Linked DNA regions of Mus musculus: regions 1, 2, 3, 4 and 6 are each linked to region 5. The links are chromatin contacts, called in public Hi-C and HiChIP or PLAC-seq maps. All regions are on one chromosome and are shown on one strand. The core of a region is the stretch at or near the end of the contact, and the rest is flanking DNA. Distances in the headings are between cores, read along the strand shown. Region 1 has its middle 140 kb from the start of Immp2l. Region 2 has its middle 150 kb from the start of Gm46348. Region 3 has its middle 150 kb from the start of Immp2l. Region 4 has its middle 25 kb from the start of Gm46348. Region 5 holds the start of Lrrn3 (leucine rich repeat protein 3, neuronal). Region 6 has its middle 110 kb from the start of Immp2l.

What was found. A called contact is a pair of places that touch in the nucleus more often than the background predicts. HiChIP or PLAC-seq counts read pairs in DNA pulled down with a chosen protein or histone mark.
Region 1: a contact with region 5 is called in an H3K27ac HiChIP or PLAC-seq map of embryonic stem cells, with 4 times the contacts expected there. The contact joins the enhancer-like site here to the promoter of Lrrn3 in region 5. A contact is called at or near these places in 2 of 39 promoter capture datasets (embryonic stem cells and hippocampal neurons), 1 of 484 Hi-C or Micro-C datasets (the N1E-115 cell line), 6 of 115 datasets of contacts at active chromatin or transcription factors (the 230-238 cell line, astrocytes, embryonic forebrain and 2 more) and 1 of 9 other capture datasets (liver).
Region 2: a Hi-C map of cerebellum shows a contact between it and region 5, with 2.5 times the contacts expected there. The contact joins the enhancer-like site here to the promoter of Lrrn3 in region 5. A contact is called at or near these places in 1 of 39 promoter capture datasets (the 3T3-L1 cell line), 3 of 484 Hi-C or Micro-C datasets (cerebellar granule neurons, cerebellum and cerebral cortex) and 3 of 115 datasets of contacts at active chromatin or transcription factors (astrocytes, embryonic forebrain and large pre-B cells).
Region 3: an H3K4me3 HiChIP or PLAC-seq map of the 230-238 cell line shows a contact between it and region 5, with 9 read pairs. The contact joins the enhancer-like site here to the promoter of Lrrn3 in region 5. A contact is called at or near these places in 8 of 39 promoter capture datasets (3T3-L1-derived adipocytes, the C10 cell line, the SN4741 cell line and 5 more), 1 of 15 datasets of contacts at CTCF or cohesin (large pre-B cells) and 8 of 115 datasets of contacts at active chromatin or transcription factors (the 230-238 cell line, embryonic basal ganglia, embryonic forebrain and 5 more).
Region 4: a Hi-C map of embryonic stem cells shows a contact between it and region 5, with 2.2 times the contacts expected there. The contact joins the enhancer-like site here to the promoter of Lrrn3 in region 5. A contact is called at or near these places in 3 of 39 promoter capture datasets (3T3-L1-derived adipocytes, the C10 cell line and pre-B cells), 1 of 15 datasets of contacts at CTCF or cohesin (large pre-B cells), 7 of 484 Hi-C or Micro-C datasets (the Ba/F3 cell line, the N1E-115 cell line, brown adipocytes and 3 more) and 3 of 115 datasets of contacts at active chromatin or transcription factors (the 230-238 cell line and large pre-B cells).
Region 6: an H3K27ac HiChIP or PLAC-seq map of embryonic stem cells shows a contact between it and region 5, with 4 times the contacts expected there. The contact joins the enhancer-like site here to the promoter of Lrrn3 in region 5. A contact is called at or near these places in 6 of 39 promoter capture datasets (the C10 cell line, embryonic stem cells, hippocampal neurons and 2 more), 3 of 15 datasets of contacts at CTCF or cohesin (the NIH/3T3 cell line, large pre-B cells and pro-B cells), 2 of 484 Hi-C or Micro-C datasets (cerebral cortex and nephron progenitors) and 5 of 115 datasets of contacts at active chromatin or transcription factors (embryonic stem cells and large pre-B cells).

Annotation. Positions count from the first base shown.
Region 1 is chr12:40,886,931-40,889,889 of GRCm38.p6, forward strand. No RefSeq gene overlaps it. Among named protein-coding and RNA genes, the nearest start is that of Immp2l, 140 kb to the right of the region's middle. Within about 2 kb of position 1,586, at least 85 of the 459 cell types and tissues checked have an H3K27ac peak or open chromatin away from gene starts, as enhancers often do. A contact at or near this core is called in the 230-238 cell line and embryonic stem cells, where this site is marked.
Region 2 is chr12:42,137,317-42,140,217 of GRCm38.p6, forward strand. No RefSeq gene overlaps it. Among named protein-coding and RNA genes, the nearest start is that of Gm46348, 150 kb to the left of the region's middle. Within about 2 kb of position 1,530, at least 23 of the 459 cell types and tissues checked have an H3K27ac peak or open chromatin away from gene starts, as enhancers often do. A contact at or near this core is called in cerebellum, where this site is marked.
Region 3 is chr12:40,868,881-40,871,953 of GRCm38.p6, forward strand. It overlaps the pseudogene Gm19441. Among named protein-coding and RNA genes, the nearest start is that of Immp2l, 150 kb to the right of the region's middle. Within about 2 kb of position 1,726, at least 8 of the 459 cell types and tissues checked have an H3K27ac peak or open chromatin away from gene starts, as enhancers often do. A contact at or near this core is called in the 230-238 cell line, where this site is marked.
Region 4 is chr12:42,015,925-42,019,023 of GRCm38.p6, forward strand. No RefSeq gene overlaps it. Among named protein-coding and RNA genes, the nearest start is that of Gm46348, 25 kb to the left of the region's middle. Within about 2 kb of position 1,822, at least 8 of the 459 cell types and tissues checked have an H3K27ac peak or open chromatin away from gene starts, as enhancers often do. A contact at or near this core is called in the Ba/F3 cell line and embryonic stem cells, where this site is marked.
Region 5 is chr12:41,484,763-41,487,485 of GRCm38.p6, forward strand. Lrrn3 (leucine rich repeat protein 3, neuronal) reads right to left here and starts at 1,295. Exons shown (of 2, transcript NM_010733.3): 1 at 809-1,295. All of the region lies in intron 4 of Immp2l (IMP2 inner mitochondrial membrane peptidase-like (S. cerevisiae)), which reads left to right.
Region 6 is chr12:40,915,922-40,918,990 of GRCm38.p6, forward strand. It overlaps the pseudogene Gm18246. Among named protein-coding and RNA genes, the nearest start is that of Immp2l, 110 kb to the right of the region's middle. Within about 2 kb of position 1,665, at least 36 of the 459 cell types and tissues checked have an H3K27ac peak or open chromatin away from gene starts, as enhancers often do. A contact at or near this core is called in embryonic stem cells and pro-B cells, where this site is marked.

The sequences.
Region 1 (2,959 bases), core at 336-2,835, 600 kb before region 5:
TAGCTTCTTAAAATGAAAGTGTGATCTCAAGATAGCTTCCATTTTAAACTTTCTGAAGCCTCCGTTTCATTATCTACAGATACATGGCTATTTCATAGGCCTTTAAGAGGATTAAATGAGAATTACATGTAATAGTAAATGTGTTAAACTAGTAGGGTATTTTCAGTCTTAGCTCAGGTTAAGGTCAGAAAAGGCCAACAACAATACCAGAGGACCACATGCCGCTATATACTGAAGCAATGTTGTACATCGGCCCTGCACAACAGAATTTTCTGCAGTGGTGAAAATACGCCTGCTTCTCAGTGTGGCAGCTCTAGGTACACAGGATTATGGAACACTTGCAATGCTGATGGAACTCAGGACCTACATTTGTATTTTATTTAGGTTTGAGAAAGTTGTCTTGCTATGTAGCTCACGCTTGCCTATTTTTTTTTAAAAAAAAGCTTATTTTCAATTAAGTATATGTGTGTGTGGCTCTGTGTTTGGGTGGGTGCAGGAGTTGGAAGAGTTCAGAAGAGGCTCTCAGGTCCACTGGAGCTAGAGTTACAGATGGTATTGAGTCCTGAGAACTCAATGGTATTGGGTGCTGAGAACTGCCCTCTGGGTCTCCTGCAAGAGCAGTAAACACTCCATCACTCTAGCCTGGTGAACTCATATATTCCATTATCCTGCCTTTGCCCCTGCCTCTGTCTCTCCAGGTGTGACCTCTTAATTCTCAACCCCCTACAAAGGGCTGACATGGTGCCTAATTAACATATCAAAGCGGAAGTGGCCTCCAGGTTCTCCCAGCTTCCCTCAGTCAGTCCCTACTGTTACACACTCTCCAGTCACTGACTGGGCTGCCTGATCCCTGCAGAATCCAGCCATTTTGGCTACTGGCTACAACAATTTTGTACTTTACCCTCCTGGCGTCTTGGTCTCCTGGTTCCCCCACCTCCCCTCTCCATTCTCCTCAAATGGCCCAGGTCAGGGTCTTGCTCACTCTAGACTCTCCCAGATGTCAGCCCCTGGCAATGTACTTCCTCATATCTACAAGACACCTTCCCCTCCACCACACCTAGGAGCAGTCATGTCTTCCTTTTTAATTTCCTTTTCTCATTCAACCACCACACATGGCAAAAACTACATCTTTAATTTAATGCAAGTGTAAACACACATACACCTTGATGCTACCATACTGAGTGTTTCTGGAATAGGGGTTGGAAACTTTTTCTATACAAACCAGGTGATAAGTATTTTAGGCATGCAGGCCATACGATCTCTGTTGCAACTAGCCACTGTAGCATCAAAGGAGACATGGTATTTCCACATTCAAACAGTTTTATTTACCCAAATAGGTGACAGGCACCCGAGGGCTGTAGTTTGACAAGTTGCTCCCTTTCAGACTACTCATGTAGTGAGTCATACTGAGAAAAATGTGAAACTAGTTTTGTCAGTATTAACCTACCATCTCCCTAGGGGATAAAGAAGAGAAGAATAAACTAGAAAAAGCATAGAGAGGGCTCTGGGTGTGCTGTGCTGTGCTGAGCTGGGCTGGGCTGTGCGGTACTGGGCTGGGCTGTGCTGGGCTGGGCTGGGCTGGGCTGTGCTGTGCTGGGCTGGGCTGGGCTGGGCTGGGCTGGGCTGGGCTGGGCTGGGCTGGGCTGGGCTGGGCTGTACTGTGCTGATATGTTGTAGGTGAGTTTACAACAGACTTCTCACTTCAGGCAGAATAAGAGGAGCTCAAGGGATTTCAAAGGGCTTGGCAAATGTTCTCTGGAATTCAGAGAATGTGGAAATGATCCAGGATGGTTCACATCTAAAGAGTTTAAAGATAAGAGGTTGTGTCTTAACCTGCATGAGAGGCAGCAGAGGGATTCCACGCTGTGCTTCCATTGCTAGTGGTTAAAGGTATTTGTTTCCAGTGGACTCAAATTAGAACTGAAGACAGATAACTTGGGCTCATCCTAAAAGAGACCTCCAAGAAGACCATGAAATAAGCAGTAGAGCACAGTAGAAAACTTGGGCTGTGACTTAATGGGAGAAATGAGCAAGCAACTCAAAGGCACTATGTATGGTGAGAGAAAAGTGGACTTTTGGCCTTAGTGTGGGATCTTAGAAGAATGTGCTGGCATCTGTCCAGCTTTGAACTCCTGCTGTGTTGGAGGGATCCTAGCTTCACATCACGCCTGCATCATTCAAACTAGACTTCACTTCAACTACCTCCATTCCTTTGCAAGGGTCTAACATAGTAGCTAGTGACTGAGAAAGAACTAACTGGAGAAAAATCTCACCTCCCCCATCCCCCCCCCCCCCAGGATGTTTCCATTGGGAAGTGCTAATGGGTTTTTAGATCTGGAGTTCTAGGGTTTAATGACAAACCAAAGTGTGACTAGGAAACCTGTAAACCCACTGAAATATTCAGAGCAGAAGTAAGTTCTCACTAGATCAGGGTGTCTGAAGGGAACAAGAAGCCCACAGAGATCTCTCCTGCTACACCTAGACGCCACATACACATGTAAGGGTCTTGGGAAATGCTCAGAAATGAATAATCTGCTCCTTTTCGACAGAACTGTGTCACTGGCCCTTCCAAAGCTCTCTGCATGGTATCCATTCCTGGGGATTATATGGTATACATTGAAGACCTGCACCTGAATTCTTCCTCATTTCCAACTGTCTAGAGTCTTGGGGTCCTAACACACACACACAGATACACAGACACAGACACAGACACAGAAACAGACACAGACACAGACACAGACAGACACAGACACGCACACGCACACAGAGGCAGGCACACACCAGTCTCCAAGAAGTCTTAAATGCTGTTCTATCTTTTAGGACCATGACTGTGTGGATGAGGCTGCACATTCCTCCCCCTCTTCTGTTTTTCTCTTGCTTATTGCAAAGACCTCTCCCCCAGTCTTCCAGATGCTCTTTTCTCTCTTTGTAGCTGGTTTACTTGATGACTCTCTGTTCC
Region 2 (2,901 bases), core at 280-2,779, 650 kb after region 5:
CCCAAATTTCCCTTCCTGGAGACCATTTGAGAACTCCCAAATCTAGAACACTAAATATCTTGTACTCTGACTCATTATATTCAGCCCTTAAAGTGTTGCTCAATTTCCAAACAGAAGCTTCCAGAGTTGAAAGCTGACAAGTGAGAAGTAGGTCAAAAATGAGCATCACCTAGTCTAGAAATTCCTCCTACCTTAGTCTTGATTCCAGAACTCTTCTCTCTGTAAAACAGAACCAGTTCTTTGAACACTGTATTTTGTTGTGACTGTCTTTGTAGGGAGTCAGTCCCTGTGGGGATGAGTCTTGATCTATAGATATGTTTTGGAAATTTAGAATAGATGTAAAGTGTTCCCTGGCAGAACAGTGCCTTTTTCCTTCTCTTTCTCTGAACTAATCAGTTTCAAGGTAATCTCAAGCCAATTTGTAGTATAGCTCAGGTCTCAGCTTCCACTGTGGGCGAGGACAGGGATCTCAAACACCAAATCCTTAAAGTTCTCACTTAAAATGGAAAGGAGCATGAATAATCTTTTTTTTTTTTTCTTTTCTTTTTGAGATGTAGTGCATGAATAAGGCACTGTGCTTTTTGAGGGTGTTATTCAAAATACAAAAGGTGTTATTCACAATGCCTCTTTTACTGTAGAAAATGCACGCTTGCTAACTTGGGCTTCAGCGTTGTTAAAAGAAAATCTGCAGATAGAGCAAAAGGGCAAAAGGGTGACATCTGGCACAACAGACGTTCTAAGATGGTTTTGGCATAAAGCCTGCATTAAACAGCCGAGGCAGAAGAAAAAAAATCTATTGAAATAAAAAAAAAAAAAAAGAAAGAAAGAAAGAAAAATGAGGGCAATACAACTCTGACTTCCAATCTTCAGAAAGGAAGCTTAAAATCAGCCTAACAGTTTTGTTGTTCTCCTGACCTAAAGTGGGCCATCCCCTCAAATATGGCTCTGATAGAAAGAAGTCGATGTCTCTGTGATATTTTCTCAAGCAGAGGAGTTTGAATGTTTCATAAATTCCCAGCCACTGCACAGTTGACTTCACCTTTTCACCCGAGTGAGCAATGCACAGAAGTGTCTACGTTATTACAGGATCTCCTCCACTTGACTTGTGTGAACGCTGGCTAGATGTGATGCATCAAGTGCTGTTTGGGGTAATAAAGAACATATTTCATCTTCAAAACAGCAGTGGCATGGAAATTATGAACACTGGAGCTTGAGAAGAAAATAATATACTGCGAGATACAAACAAGGGACAAACTGGGATAAAGTTTCTAAATTGTGTAATTATTCAAGACGTTGAAAGATAAGAGGTACTGCACAGAATTACCTTTGCAGGAGGCAGGTTTAAAACTAGCAATTTTAAGGACACCAATTTTTCTTAAAGTATATTATTTTGACTGCAACAGCTTGGCTTGAAGCTGAGTGGGTAAGTGAGAGGGAGGGAAGACTAGATGAGCATGCCTGATTCTGGATGATCAATAGCTCATTGTTTGAGAGCTTCAAGGCAGCAACTTTGCTGGATTATGAGTGAGAACTCTCGGGTTGGCTCTGCTCTGAGCAGTCTCAGTCAGTTGGTGCCTGTTGCTTTGATACACATGCACATCTGTGAGGTGCCCAAACCATGGCAACAATTCTTTTAAAAATAAGCCTTTGTATTTGGCCTTGGACCCTAATCAGTTACATAGGCACTTGGACTTTACTGATGTAAGACTTATGCCTTCGCCCCAGTTTCTCACATGGAGATGAAAGTGAGAATATTAGCTATGGCCTGACCTTGATCTGCACATGACTCCATCTCAGTGGGACTTTGGCAAGTGAATTGGGGACACAATATGGCCTTTTAAAGTTGTTTATAAATAGAATCTGTGTTGCCTTACATGATTTATGAAGCCAGGATTCCAGAGATTTAACAATATTTGTTGTTGGATACTACACTATGGCGATAAATCAGAGTGCCCCTTTTATACATCAACTGAACAAAAGCCTTCACAAGACTGAGTTCTGTTGGCTCAGATACTGAACTCTGTTTCATTTGTTCTTAATTTCCCATTAATTCTAACATCAAAAATGCAGAGTTTGTTATTTGCCTACTTTAAGAACTATAAATATAGGGTAAAGGTGTTAAGTATAAAGGAAATGAGTTGCTAAGACTACATTTTTAGGAGATCTATCTTGAACAAGAATGAGATTTACAGTCATTCAAATTCTCAGACTGATCAGAGGTGGAGGTCCATAGATTTAGTTTTTTATTTCTTTTATTTTTCTGTCACAGTCATGACTCCTTTTAAGAGAGGTCTAGTATCCTAGGGCCTTCTCACTCTCAGTCTGATTTGGTTTGTTGGGTTTAAATGTAATAATATGTTAATGGTAGATTCAAATTAAAGAAGAATCAGACAGGGTATGAGTGAGCAGTTGATTACTAAGAGGAAGCAGAGAAAACAAACAAAGTACAGAGGTTTTATGTTTCTAATTAAATTCTTCGACTTACTATCTGTCTCTTACTTTGCCAAATATTCTTCTTTGAAGCATCATCTAAGATGGGCATATATGATGAGATTAGAACTGAAAAATTATTGTTTTCATCTGTTTTATGCAGTTAAGGGGTTCTCCACTACTTTCCATGAATTCTTAACACTTTATGGAAGTGTTGCTCTTTGGACATATTAGCAACTAGAAAGACAAAATTTGGACATCAAGCTCTTTTAGGGTATGAAGCCTGAGAAAAGGGATATAGATGAGGTGAGCCCTGGACCTCCCCAGTTTAATTCCAGAGGAACATGCCCTTACATTGTAGGCTGAGAAAACCAGCAAAGGCCTGGTGGCCTTGCTGACTTGAGGAGACTAGAGCACAGAAAGGTAAATATAACTGTAATTTGAATGTTCAAATCTACAAATAAGAAAGCT
Region 3 (3,073 bases), core at 476-2,975, 620 kb before region 5:
AGACAGTAGTGGTGGCTGCATAGTGATGTTAATGTGCCACTTAGCTTGGTTAACACGAATATAGAACATACTGATACGATTAATGCATACATAATAGTATATGCTTAAACTGCCTAGGAAAATGTCACTTATTTTTATCACATTAAGAATTACACATAAGGGGGGCTGGCGAGATGGCTCAGTGGGTAAGAGCACCCGACTGCTCTTCCGAAGGTCCAGAGTTCAAATCCCAGCAACCACATGGTGGCTCACAACCATCCCCAACAAGATCTGACTCCCTCTTCTAGAGTGTCTGAAGACAGCTAAAGTGTACTTACATATAATCAATAAATAAATCTTTAAAAAAAAAAAGAATTACACATAAGAGCAAAGAATTACAAAACTCTCCTGTGCCCTGCAGATATGTCTATAATCTATATTTTAATTTATTCAAGTTTTAATTGAGTGAGAGAGAGAGAGAGAGAGAGAGTCACATTATAACTCTGGCTGGCCTGGAACTCACTGTGTAGACCACAGTGGCATTGAACTCATAGAGATCTGCCTGGTTGTGACTCTCAAGGGATGGGATTTGAGATGTGGGCCATCTGCCTGGCTTCTTTTTTTTCCCCAGTATTTCCAATAGATTGAAGGCCTACCAGCCAACACATGGGCTTCCATTTTCAATTATGAGTTAGTGTACTTTGTGTAAGCAGAGCTACAACTCCTAAGGAGCAGAGCAAGGACTGTGTCTAACTCAGCTGAATTAACATTTTCTAGGTCATCACTGTTTATCTATAGAATAACGAGTAAATAAGATGTGACTTATAAGCGCACTGTTGGCCAATCTTGTCATTACTACAGCTGAAAAAGCAAAACAATTGTGCAGATGCAATCAATGGCTTGTCAGCTGGTGGCTGATGTGACTGAGAGTCTGGAAGGATAGCGTAAGCGTATTTGGCCGTACTTAAGACACAGCTGATTTTACCCTTTACAAAAGGAAAAAAAAAACATTTAAAAAAAAATAGGCCATTTTGTTGTATTAAGGCTCGGTTAGCGACCAAGTCAGGCTGCATATCTATATTACCCAGTGTGCTGGCTAGTTGGTTGAGAAATGTGAGCCTCAATTGAGAAAATGCCTCCATTAGATAAGGTTGAGGGCAAGCCTGAAGGCCATTTGGATAATTGATTGCTGTGAGAGGGTCCAGCCCATTGTGGATGGTGCCTTCACTGGGCTAGTGGTCCTGGGTTCTATAAGAAAGTAGGCTGAGCAAGCCAGTAGGCAGCACCTCATCATGACCTCTGCTTCTGAAAGACCCCTGAAGAGGTGAGACCCTCACTCGAGTCTCGGGATGACTCAGCACCCCAAGAACTCATGAGATACTGTCCTTGCTGCAATCGCACAAGGTTTATTGACAAGATCCAGCAGGCTGGGGTCAACTCGTATCCCATGCAGGGGTGGAAGAGTTCAGCCCCAGTAGCTGGGAAAGGGGGTATTTAAAAGGGAAAAAAACAAACAAACAAACCACAATCCAAGGGGGTAGGGAGGGCGTTATTGGAAAATGCCGAAAATACCAGTGAAAAATCACAAAGGGGTACTAAAAATCACAAGGGGAAACTCCCTGCTTCTCAAGATTGTTCTCAGGATTTTAGTCTAACTTTTGTGGTCGGCCAGTTCCTGGAACAGGGTCACTGAACCAGCTAACCTATATTCTTGGTGCTAGGGGGTCTGAATTTTTTCTGGTCTTTCACTTCTTCTTCTGACTCTCTAGGTCTCTGCTCTGAGTTCTTGTCCTGACTTTTTTCAGTAATGAACAGTGATGTGGAAGCGTAAGCCAAATAAACCCTTTCCTCCTCCCCAGCTTGCTTTTGGGCACGGTGCTTTCTTACAGCAATAGAAATCCTCACTAAGACTCCCAGAAACTAGACCAACCTACAAAGGTAAGGCAGGTTAATAGAGGAGACCAAAGTAATTGTAGAGCAAGACGGAAACCAGGTGTCCCAAGGGACTCTAGCAATAGGTGCCTGCAATCGCTGGCTCACTCAACTATAGCTACAATTTATATTTTTCAGGGTCTGCAGAATTCTTTAAAATATTATCTTTTACAAATATAATTTTCAGCTTAAAAAAAACAAAACCAAAAACAAAACAAAACAAAACAACCAAGGGCTGGTGTGGAGCAGTGAGCTGTGCACAGACACCTGGTCCCTGGTTGAACACAGGCCTTGAACTGTGGTAACCCTAAGGAATGGCAGATGTTTGGCCATGTCTCCTGGGCCCCTGTCACAACTGCAGCCTTCCAAGGTCTCCTCCCTGCCCTGTGCGCCGCACCCCCCCCCCCCAAGTGTATGACCATCAGTCATGGAGGCAATGGCCCAAGCTCCTGATATTCTGTCTGGATTCCACCCCCACAGTTACCTGGAAACAGCCAGATAGGCCAGGCCCACTATAAAAGGGTCTGTTTGCCTCCTCCCCCTTCTCTCCCCTCTCTTACCCTCTTGCTCTTACTCTCACCTCTTGCCCTCCCTTCTCCCCTCATCTGGCCTCTACATCTCTACTCTCTCCCTCTCTGCCTTTCTACAATAAACTCCTTAAAACCATGGACTGCCTCTTCTTCTCATCCACCCACCATGCTGAAGCAATGGAGCAGGTCTTCCCTTAGTGAGCCTTGTGTCTAACCTCCTGCCCCTGTGTCTAACCTCCTGCCCGGAGACCTCTCTGCATTTCCAGCCACAGCTTCCTCCAACCCAAACAAAGGACTCTTGTCATCGCAGGAATCTGCTAGAGCTCCTTCCCTGTTCTTTTCCATTCAGCCCTGGGCCAGAGTCCACCTGCCAGCCCCACACTCAGTTCTCAGCTCTTCTGTGGCATACAGTAGGCCAGACTCGGGACCCTACTTTTTATCCCACAGGCCGGAGAGATGGCTCAGCGGATAAGAGCACTAACTGCTCTACCAAAAGTCCTGAGTGCAAATCCCAGCAACCACACAGTGGCTCACAACCATCTGTAATGAGATAGGATGCCCTCTTCTGGTGTGTCTGAAAATAGCTGCAGTGTATTTATAATAAATAAATAAATAAATTAATTAATTAATTT
Region 4 (3,099 bases), core at 572-3,071, 530 kb after region 5:
ATCCTGAGTAAATTAATATATCATATTTTCTATACTTGTGCTATATGTTACTATACACACACATATATATACATAAAACCTAGGCAAATGCTTAATTTTTATTATATGTGTTTTATTAGTTTTTAAAGTGAAGTGTATGTTATTACAGCATGCAGTATTATAAATAGTAAATTATTTTTTGTAAATTTTAATATTCCTAAGCCATCCATACTAGCAATTCTTTTGACCATATATCTTTCCTTCTGTTACCTGAGTGTTACATGTGGTAGAATTAAAATTGCCACTAAGGACTTACATAGTATTTTCTGTTTCTTTGTTTGTTTGTTTTGGAAATTAAAATGTAGGTATATCATTTCCACTCTTTCCTTCCTTCAACCCTTCCTTTTTTCGTTTTATTTATTTTGTTAATTATTTATTTACATTCCATACATTGCCCTCTCTCCGGTTACCCCCCCCCCCCCACCACACACACACATAGACACATTTCCTCACCCCATTCCCCCTCAGCCTTGCCTCTGGGAGGGTGCTTCCCTCCCCCTATCTTCCTTTCCCGGTCCTTAAGTCTCCAGAGGATTAGACACATCTTCTCCTACTGAGGCCTGAACAGGCAGTCCTTTGCCATATATGTACTGGTTAAGACTCTGGTGAGCCTTAGCTTACCGGGGACCCCCTGAGTGAACCACATGGAGCCAGGATTGATGCAAAAAGCAAGAGAAATATATTGTTCCAATGCACTGTGGTAGTCCCAGACCCGAAGGAGAGGTGGCGACCATCAGTACCTGTTCAGCGAGTTTTTATACGGTTTCCAGGGGCAGAATAGAGCATTAGCAACTAGGCACAATATGATTGGCTGAACAGTGCACCCTTTAAACTGATTGGTTTTTAGGGAATGAGGTGACAAAGACTTCCCTTGTCTGAAGGTGAGCAACGGTCCATCCTGTGGAAGTGTCCCCATCCGCAAGCAGGTTGGTTCCTGCCCTGTGGTCTGAGAAATGTTAACTAGGCTCTCTCTCCCAGAGAGGCAAGTGTTTCATGGCCTTCCCAAAGTTCCTGAGTTGACCTTTTCACCAGGTATTGGGGTTGGGGGTAAGGGAGCAGGAGAGAAACCCAGAGAATGAGGACAATAAATAGACATATGCAGCTTCTAGAGGTGGGAGGCAGGGGAAGCCCCTAGAAACCTGGGAGGTGAGAGACTTTCAGCATTCAATGGGGATGACCCAAAATATCCCAGCAGTGGAGATAGGGAAGACGATTTCACCTCTAGTAGATAAACAGGGCCCCAAGTGGAAGGACATGGTTACCAACCCACGGTCAAAATCTCTAAGAATTGTTCATCTAAAAGAACTATAAGGACAAAAATGGAGAAGAGATTTTTCCAGTGACTGATCCAACTTGGGATCCATCTCACAGAGGGTGGGATTGTGCACCAAAGCCTGACACTGTTACTGAGGCTATGATGTGTTTAAGACAGGAGCCTAGCATGGCTGTCCTTTGAGAGGCCCAACCAGCAGCTGACAGACAGATGCAGGTTCTTATTCCCAACCATTGGAGTGAAGTTGGGGACCCCTATGGAGGAAATAAGGAAAGGATTGAGGAGATGAAGGGGAAGGTGACCCCTTAGAAGACCAGCAGTCTTCTAGAAATTCTCAAGAGACTGGACCACCAATGAGGCAGCATACATAGGCTGATCCCAGCACCCTCTTCCCCCAGATCCTATAGACCATCTTCATTTTGAAAGGAGTCAAACTGAGCCTTGCATATCCTGCATGCTTGGAACAAGAAAAGCCAGTGACACAACTTCCTGCCCCCTGCCTTGGTGGTTGGGGGAGGGGAGGAGACAATGGGCATGTGCACCACTAGTCTAACCTTGAGTCTGCCCAGAAAGCAACAAGCTGTAGCTTACAACGTCCCCTTTCCAGCACAGTTGGGCTCCTGTGCTCCTCTCTCCTCTCTTGCTATGTTCTATCATCACCTTCTCTGCATTCTCTCCCTCCTCAGGCCTCCAGTCTGGCCAGGCCTCACTGTTCACTATGCTGTTGTTGCTGATTGAAATATATCCTGTACCATCAAAACTGTGAACCAGTTTTCTCAGAGTTCTTACAGTACTAGAAGAAGGCAAATTGAGAGAATTTGAAGTTTTTGATGTCACTTTGTGTGCTGGCTAGTATTGCATCAACTTGATAAAATCTAGAGTTATTAGAGAGGAAAGAGCCTCAACTGAGAAAATGTCCTCATACAATCAGAGTGGAGAAAAGCCTGTAGGCCATTTTCTTAATTAGTCATCGATGTGGGAGGGCCTGGCCCTTTGTGGGTGGTGCAATCCTTGGGTTGTTGGTCTTGGGTTCATAAAAAAGCAAGCTAAGCAAGCCATGGGGAGCAAGCCAGTAAGGAACTTGAAGAAAGTATTTCATTTGATTTTGGTTTTTATGGGTGCCCACAGTTGAGAGGCTTTGAATATTTTTCTTTTATTATAAATATATTCCTTTATATCATATATCCTGATTACCACTTCCCCCCCCCCCATTACACCTCCCAGTTCCTCCCCACCTCCCTTTCCATCTGGATCCATCCTCTTTCTCACTCATTGGAAATCTAATATGCTTCAAAGGTATAGTAGCAAAACAAAACAAAACAAAACAAAATAAAATAAAAACAAAAACAAACACATCAGAATAAGAAAAAAACCAAACCAAACCAAAAAAAAAAAAAAACCCAGAAGGAAAAGAGCCCCCCTAAAGCACAAGAGACAAATACAGATGCAGAGACCCTCTCATTAGCATGCTCAAGGATCTCATACAAACACAAAACCAGAAGCCCTAATATATACACAAAGTACTTGTAAGCTAAAAAATAAAATAAGATAAAAAAATGACAAAATCTTTAAAAGAAAGAGAGAAAGAAACAGCCCTGATATGACATTCTGAGGCAATGAATTTTCAAAGCTGCCATTGGCTTTGTTTTCCATTGGCCGTCAACTGCTGGGTACGTAGCCTATCCTTAAGAGTAGTCTTTAGTCTTTTTTTTTTTCTTTCTCAGTGAGACTCCTTTGGAGAAAATTAAAAACCCCATCTGGTGCAGACCTGTTCAGGCCCTGTGCAT
Region 5 (2,723 bases), core at 45-2,544:
AAAGGTGACTAGAGCTCTCCTGGTTCATCTCCTGGTTTCCCTAGCATGGTAGCTTCCTGGGCTGCATTAGCAATCAGACGCTTGCACTGTCCCCTCAGAGCAGTGAGGGGATGGGATGTTATTAAAGGGAAGTCATTTACCACAATCGGGAAGATGTAGCCTGGCAGAAATTCAATACCGGTTTGTGATATGCTCATTCTGCTACTCTGCCTGGTGCCCTTCACTCCTGACACACTACAGCATCCCCCTTAAATCTTCATCCCTTGGGGCGGGCTGGGGGGTGGGGGGACAACGCCTCATTGGCTTCAGAACAGAGAAATATGAGTGATCTGCTTTTCGTTACAAGAGCTGTGGGGGCAAAGGACCCTGATTTTTCCATCTCCCTCTGTTTCTCTCTCCTTCTCCCCTCTCTCCCGCTGCCTCCTCTGCCAGCCTCTCTGTCTCCTTCCCCTCTCTCTCCCTGCTTCTCTCTTGGTCCTTCTGTTCTCTTTTCTCTGCCTCAGTCCCCGTCTCTTCTCTCTCCCTCCTCTCTCTCTCCTCCCCCGGCACTGCTTTTCTCTCCCACTCACATCCTCTGATGGGCATTCAAGCTAGTAAAATGCCTGCTTGAGAATCCCACGAACGCAGCTAGGCACACACAGAGCCGGCGGGGTTTGCATGTTCACTCAAAAGTGAAATGCAAAGAAAAATGCCCTTAGAATTCAGACAAGGGGAAAACATCAAAGGAGAACTGATGTGTAAAAACTCCGGCACCAACAAAAACACGAAATAGGGAACATTTAAACAGATAGGTATATTTTAAACTTACCTTGCCTTAGCAGATGCAGGGATAGCCCTCCTCCGGTGCCCCTGCTTGCTCAGTTCCTTGGCTGAAATAATCACATGGCTGTCTTCTTGCCCCAGTATAAATAGGTGCATATGTATGTGTAATAAAGTACACACAATTACATACTATAGATATGCACACATGCAAGCAATGGTGTCTCTCTTTCTCTCTCTCTCTTTTTCTAAAATATAAAGGAAGGCAGGAGCCTGCAGCTAGGATTCCTTCTTTTGACTGGAACTCTCTCCGGCAGCAGCAGGCTGAGCCTCTCAATCCCGTGAAGAGAGATCCTGCTAGCTGGCGTTATTTCTCCTCGTTTCCATGGTGGTTAGTGGTGCATCGTTCACCAGATCAGTTGTCACACTGACACGGTGCTGCCTGCTCAGCGGTCATTAATAACTGAACACCCTCCACTCCCCAGAGAGGAGCCAATCGCTTCAGACTGCCAAGATGTAGCACTCGCAGCTGCTCCAGCCTGGTTGGCTGAAGCAGCCTGTCTGTCCTATGACAGTGCTGCTTAGGGTACAAATAAATGAAACAGGCTTGCATATTTTTCCTTGGAATCATTTTCTTTCCTGTTTTTTCTTTTCCTTTTGGAGCAATGTGCAGCGCTTTTCAACAAGTTCTCCCATTTGGAATGTGATCAGTCATTTGGAGAAACGGTGGGGTTTTTGTTTGTTTTGTTTTTCTGTTTTTCATTTCCTCTGAGATAAGACAGGAAACACTTATGAACAAGGATTTCCTGAATATTAAAAATACTTGATAGTGACTCTGCCTCCCTGTCTGTGAAGTTCAGCAGTGGCTTTACATTTCAGCCTGCAGCCTGCAGCTCTCCTGCCCCTTGTTTGTTTCCCTACAGATCCTACTTAAATCAGCCTATGTGCATGCAGCTAATAGCCTCTCTCTCTCTTTCACTCTCTCTCTCTCTCCCTCTCTCTCTCCCTCTCTCTCTCTCTCTCTCTCTCCCTCCCTCCCTCCCTCCCTCCATTCCTTCTTTCCATTTTTCTTGTTGGTACTTTGTGTGTGGGTTTATTTTTTGTTTGCGTATTTGTTTAGGTTTTACAATGACATTTCTTAAAATTACAACAAATATTTGCTTCTCCAATACTCACAACAATGGTATGTAAGGAGAAGCATATACAAAATAAACTTTTCCAATTATAACTACTTATCTATACATGGTATAACAAATCTGATGCCACACATCGGACATGTGTTGTATGTGGCATTGCTTGTGCCTGCATCCAGATGTACATGTATGTGTGTGTGTGCGCCTGTGTATGCGTTTTAGATGTATGATTTATTAGTAATAACTCAGGGATCCTTTCCTCTACAATAGACTGAACAGTTAAATTATCTCTTTTTGCACTTACGGCTATCAACTCTGAATGGCTACTTAACTAGGAAAATGTTTTCAATAGGAATTATATGTAAAACATTTGGAATATTTAGACTAGAAATCATGCCAGCGTGGTCATGTGTTCAGCTCCAGAACAACCATGACAAATAGAAGAATATAAGGGCATGCTTTCCAGACAGTATACTAGAGAGACCTCCTGAGAGGAGTGGAACATGGGAACAATTTTCAACAGGTCCAAAGCTGCCTTATCTGAGTCTCCCCTTGCTTTGATAGACTGCCCTCTAGTGGAGGAAAAGGAAATGGCATTTATTAGATTTACTGGGGGAGGGGGGAATAACAACAAAAAGCAAAAGCATTAGCACTAATTGTTTCTTAAGGTGTCGTTGAAGTGACTTAAACCGGTGTTCTGCGCCATGACCGTATGCCTGGAAGCTTAGCCTCACTAACATTGTCTTTTGACCACCAAACGCTTTCATGTTACAGTTTTCTTTACAAAAGCAAACAAACAAAATCTACCAATGCTTTAGTTATTCGTTGTAT
Region 6 (3,069 bases), core at 415-2,914, 570 kb before region 5:
AGTTGACACAAAACTAGCCAGTACACATTGACTCTGATTTTGACACATCAAACTATTTGATAAAAGTAATCATGTTTTGGCATATTTCATTATAATTAATTTAGTTGTATATAGAAATTAAAATAATATCTACAAGGACAAATGTCTTGCTTAGAAACCTTAAAAACACATGCCCTCCCTGGAAGTGTAGGGTGAAGGCTGTAACTCAGTGGGAAAGTGTTTGCCTAGCATTTATGAAGCCTGGATTCAATTAACAACCACCACCACCACCAACAACAACCACCACACACACACACACACACACACACACACACACACACACTATGCTGGTTTTTGTTGTTGTTCAACTGGACTCAGTCTAGAATCAATGAAGGAAAGGGACCCTCAGACTGCCCAGTGAGCAAGTCTGTGGTGGCATTTTCTTGGTTGCTGATTGATGTGGAAAGGCCTGGCCCATTGTGGGTGGTGCCATCCCTAGGCACCTGGGTTTAGGCTGTAGAAGAAAACATTCCTCCATAGTCTCTGCCTCTATTCCTGCACTGAGCTCCTACCCTGACTTCCCTCAAGAAAGGATCATCTTCTGGGAGTTAAAAGATTAAATAAACCCTTTCCTCCTCTAAGCTGTTTCTGGTCAGTGTACATCAGAGAAGCAAACTAGGATACAAACATGATGCATTATTGCCTTTATAATACTGGTTTGGAATGTAGCTTAGTGGTACATTATGTTCTTAGCATATACAAACACCCAGATCTAACCCTCAGCAACACACACACACAAGCACACACCACACACACTTCATCTCGCCACCCTAGAGAACTAGTAATTTAAATAAAGAGGTGTTCCCCAAAGTGGATACCAGGCTCTTTGAGAAAGACTGAGAAGAAATAAGGAGACACATTGTCATTTTACATACTTTCTCTCTTGGTATCAATACAAAGACGTAAGTGTGGAACAGGAAACAGTAATGCAAAGGCCTCATGTTGAAGGGGTTAAAAGATCATTTGGCTATATTTGTCCATGTCTTGGTCATTACAGGCTAGGAGGTGGGTCTGGGGTCATTAATATGCTAAGGATCTCCTATGCCTCATCTCATTCCTCTCTACCTACCTTTGATGCAAGTGTTACTCTGATTGTCTTATTTTCTATATTGTACCTAATGAGACTGGCTCATTTAAGGAGTCCAGACTTACATGTCTACTAAATAAGGGATACTGGATCCCAGGTTAGAAATAAAGTCTAAAGTCAGAGGTAGGACCCTGGAACATTAGGCAAATGCCTGCCGGGCCTTTGTAAGGAATTATAAGTACATTAGAATATGACTCTGATGACTCTATTTAGGCAGTCTTCAGGTTTGCTTAAGAATATTTATTTATGTCGACAGGGGCTGAAGGGCTGCGGCTGAAGGGCTGAGGAGCTTGGAGCAGCCTAATCACTGAACCCTGTGGCTGGGGAGACACCCTTCTGATTTGCTCCACATCCCGTGTGCTTCCCTCAGGATCACAAATTCTTCGAGGATGGGGATATGCAGCGGCGCTTGTGCTTACAGGCCATGCTCACTCAAGTGTCCGAGATGCTGGAAAAGTCCACGGTGCCAGAGTTCACCTGTCAGGTGGCTGGCTGTTGCCAAGGTTTTGCCTCCTTAGTGGACTACCAGCACCACTACCACATGATGCAAAGAAGCACCTGCTCTTTCTGCAGCTGTGCCTTCCCCTCTGGGCATTTGCTGGGTGTGTACTTCCTGGAATGACAGAACTCTTTGTTTTAGATCCTGGCCCAGAGGCAAGACATGTAAGGGGGGGAGGGGCCTCAGGTGAAAACTGCCCAGAGAAGTGCAAGACCAGCCAAGACCAGATCACATGGTAAGGCTACACATGTACCCTGCGGATATCTGATTTGATAAACTCAAGACAAAGGGAGGCCCAGCCATGCCAGCTCTTGCAGATGCAGCAGCCAGAGCCTTGAAAAACGAGTGATGCCATGAAGATCTGCTCTGAACTGCTGCCCCTGGAGGAGGACCTACAGCCACAGAATATCTTCTACTATCTGTTTTTGCAGCCAGAGGATTTAAAAGCACCAAGAAAAAACAAAAACAAACACCACTGATGGATTCTAGCTAGGAAAGCCAGACAGATTTTCAGGGAGTTCTGGGCCGTAGCCTTTCTCTTGCTTCTGGACCAATGTCCTGAGCTGAACCCCTGCCACCTCCTTATTTCCATCTCTGGTCACTTGAAGCAACCAGTGTGTAGAAACCCAGAATCTGCAGATTCCAGAAATAACCAGGACACACTGAGGGAGAGAAATGGAGAGACTACCTACTTGCTCTGCAGTGGCTACTCTAAGAATGTCACTATTAAGCATATGTAATGAATTCATTTTCACTAAAAAAAAGAATATTTATTTACTAACAGTAGATGTACATGTGTTCATCCGTAGTAATATCTAATTGGTTATAGTGATATGTGGCCTGGAGAAGTGGCCTAGTGGTTAAGAGCTCTGGCTGCTTTTCCAAAGGATCCAAGTTCAAGTCCTAGCACCCACATGACAGCTCATAACTCCAGTTCCAGGAGATCTATTGTCCTCCTGTGCCCTCAGTGGTCACCAATTACATATGTGCTGCACATATATACATGCAGGCAAAGCATCCATAAATCTAAAACAATAAAATAACTTTTTTAAACTGTGTGTGTCTCTGTGTGTATTAGGGATTTCACACAAGACCTTGTACATGCTCAGCCAATACTACACTATTAAGCTATATACTGATGATTATTAATAGTCTGCCAGAAGAGTTTAAAAGTTACTTTTCTTAGACATACTTATTGCCATTTCCCTCTTGCAGTGTCTTAACCCGAGGTTGGTAACTCAATCAGATCTTATTTATTCTGGGAGCTGTGAAAACATCCACTTCTGGGCTCAGTTGTGCAGCTTTCATACGGGGCCCTGGTACTGAAAGGAGGGAAGCTGAATAGGGAAGAATACAAATGAAGACCATAGGCCACTGAGTCCCATCTCAAATCAGGATCATTGACTTCTGCAATCCATTCTTGTTACCACCACCCTATTTTTGT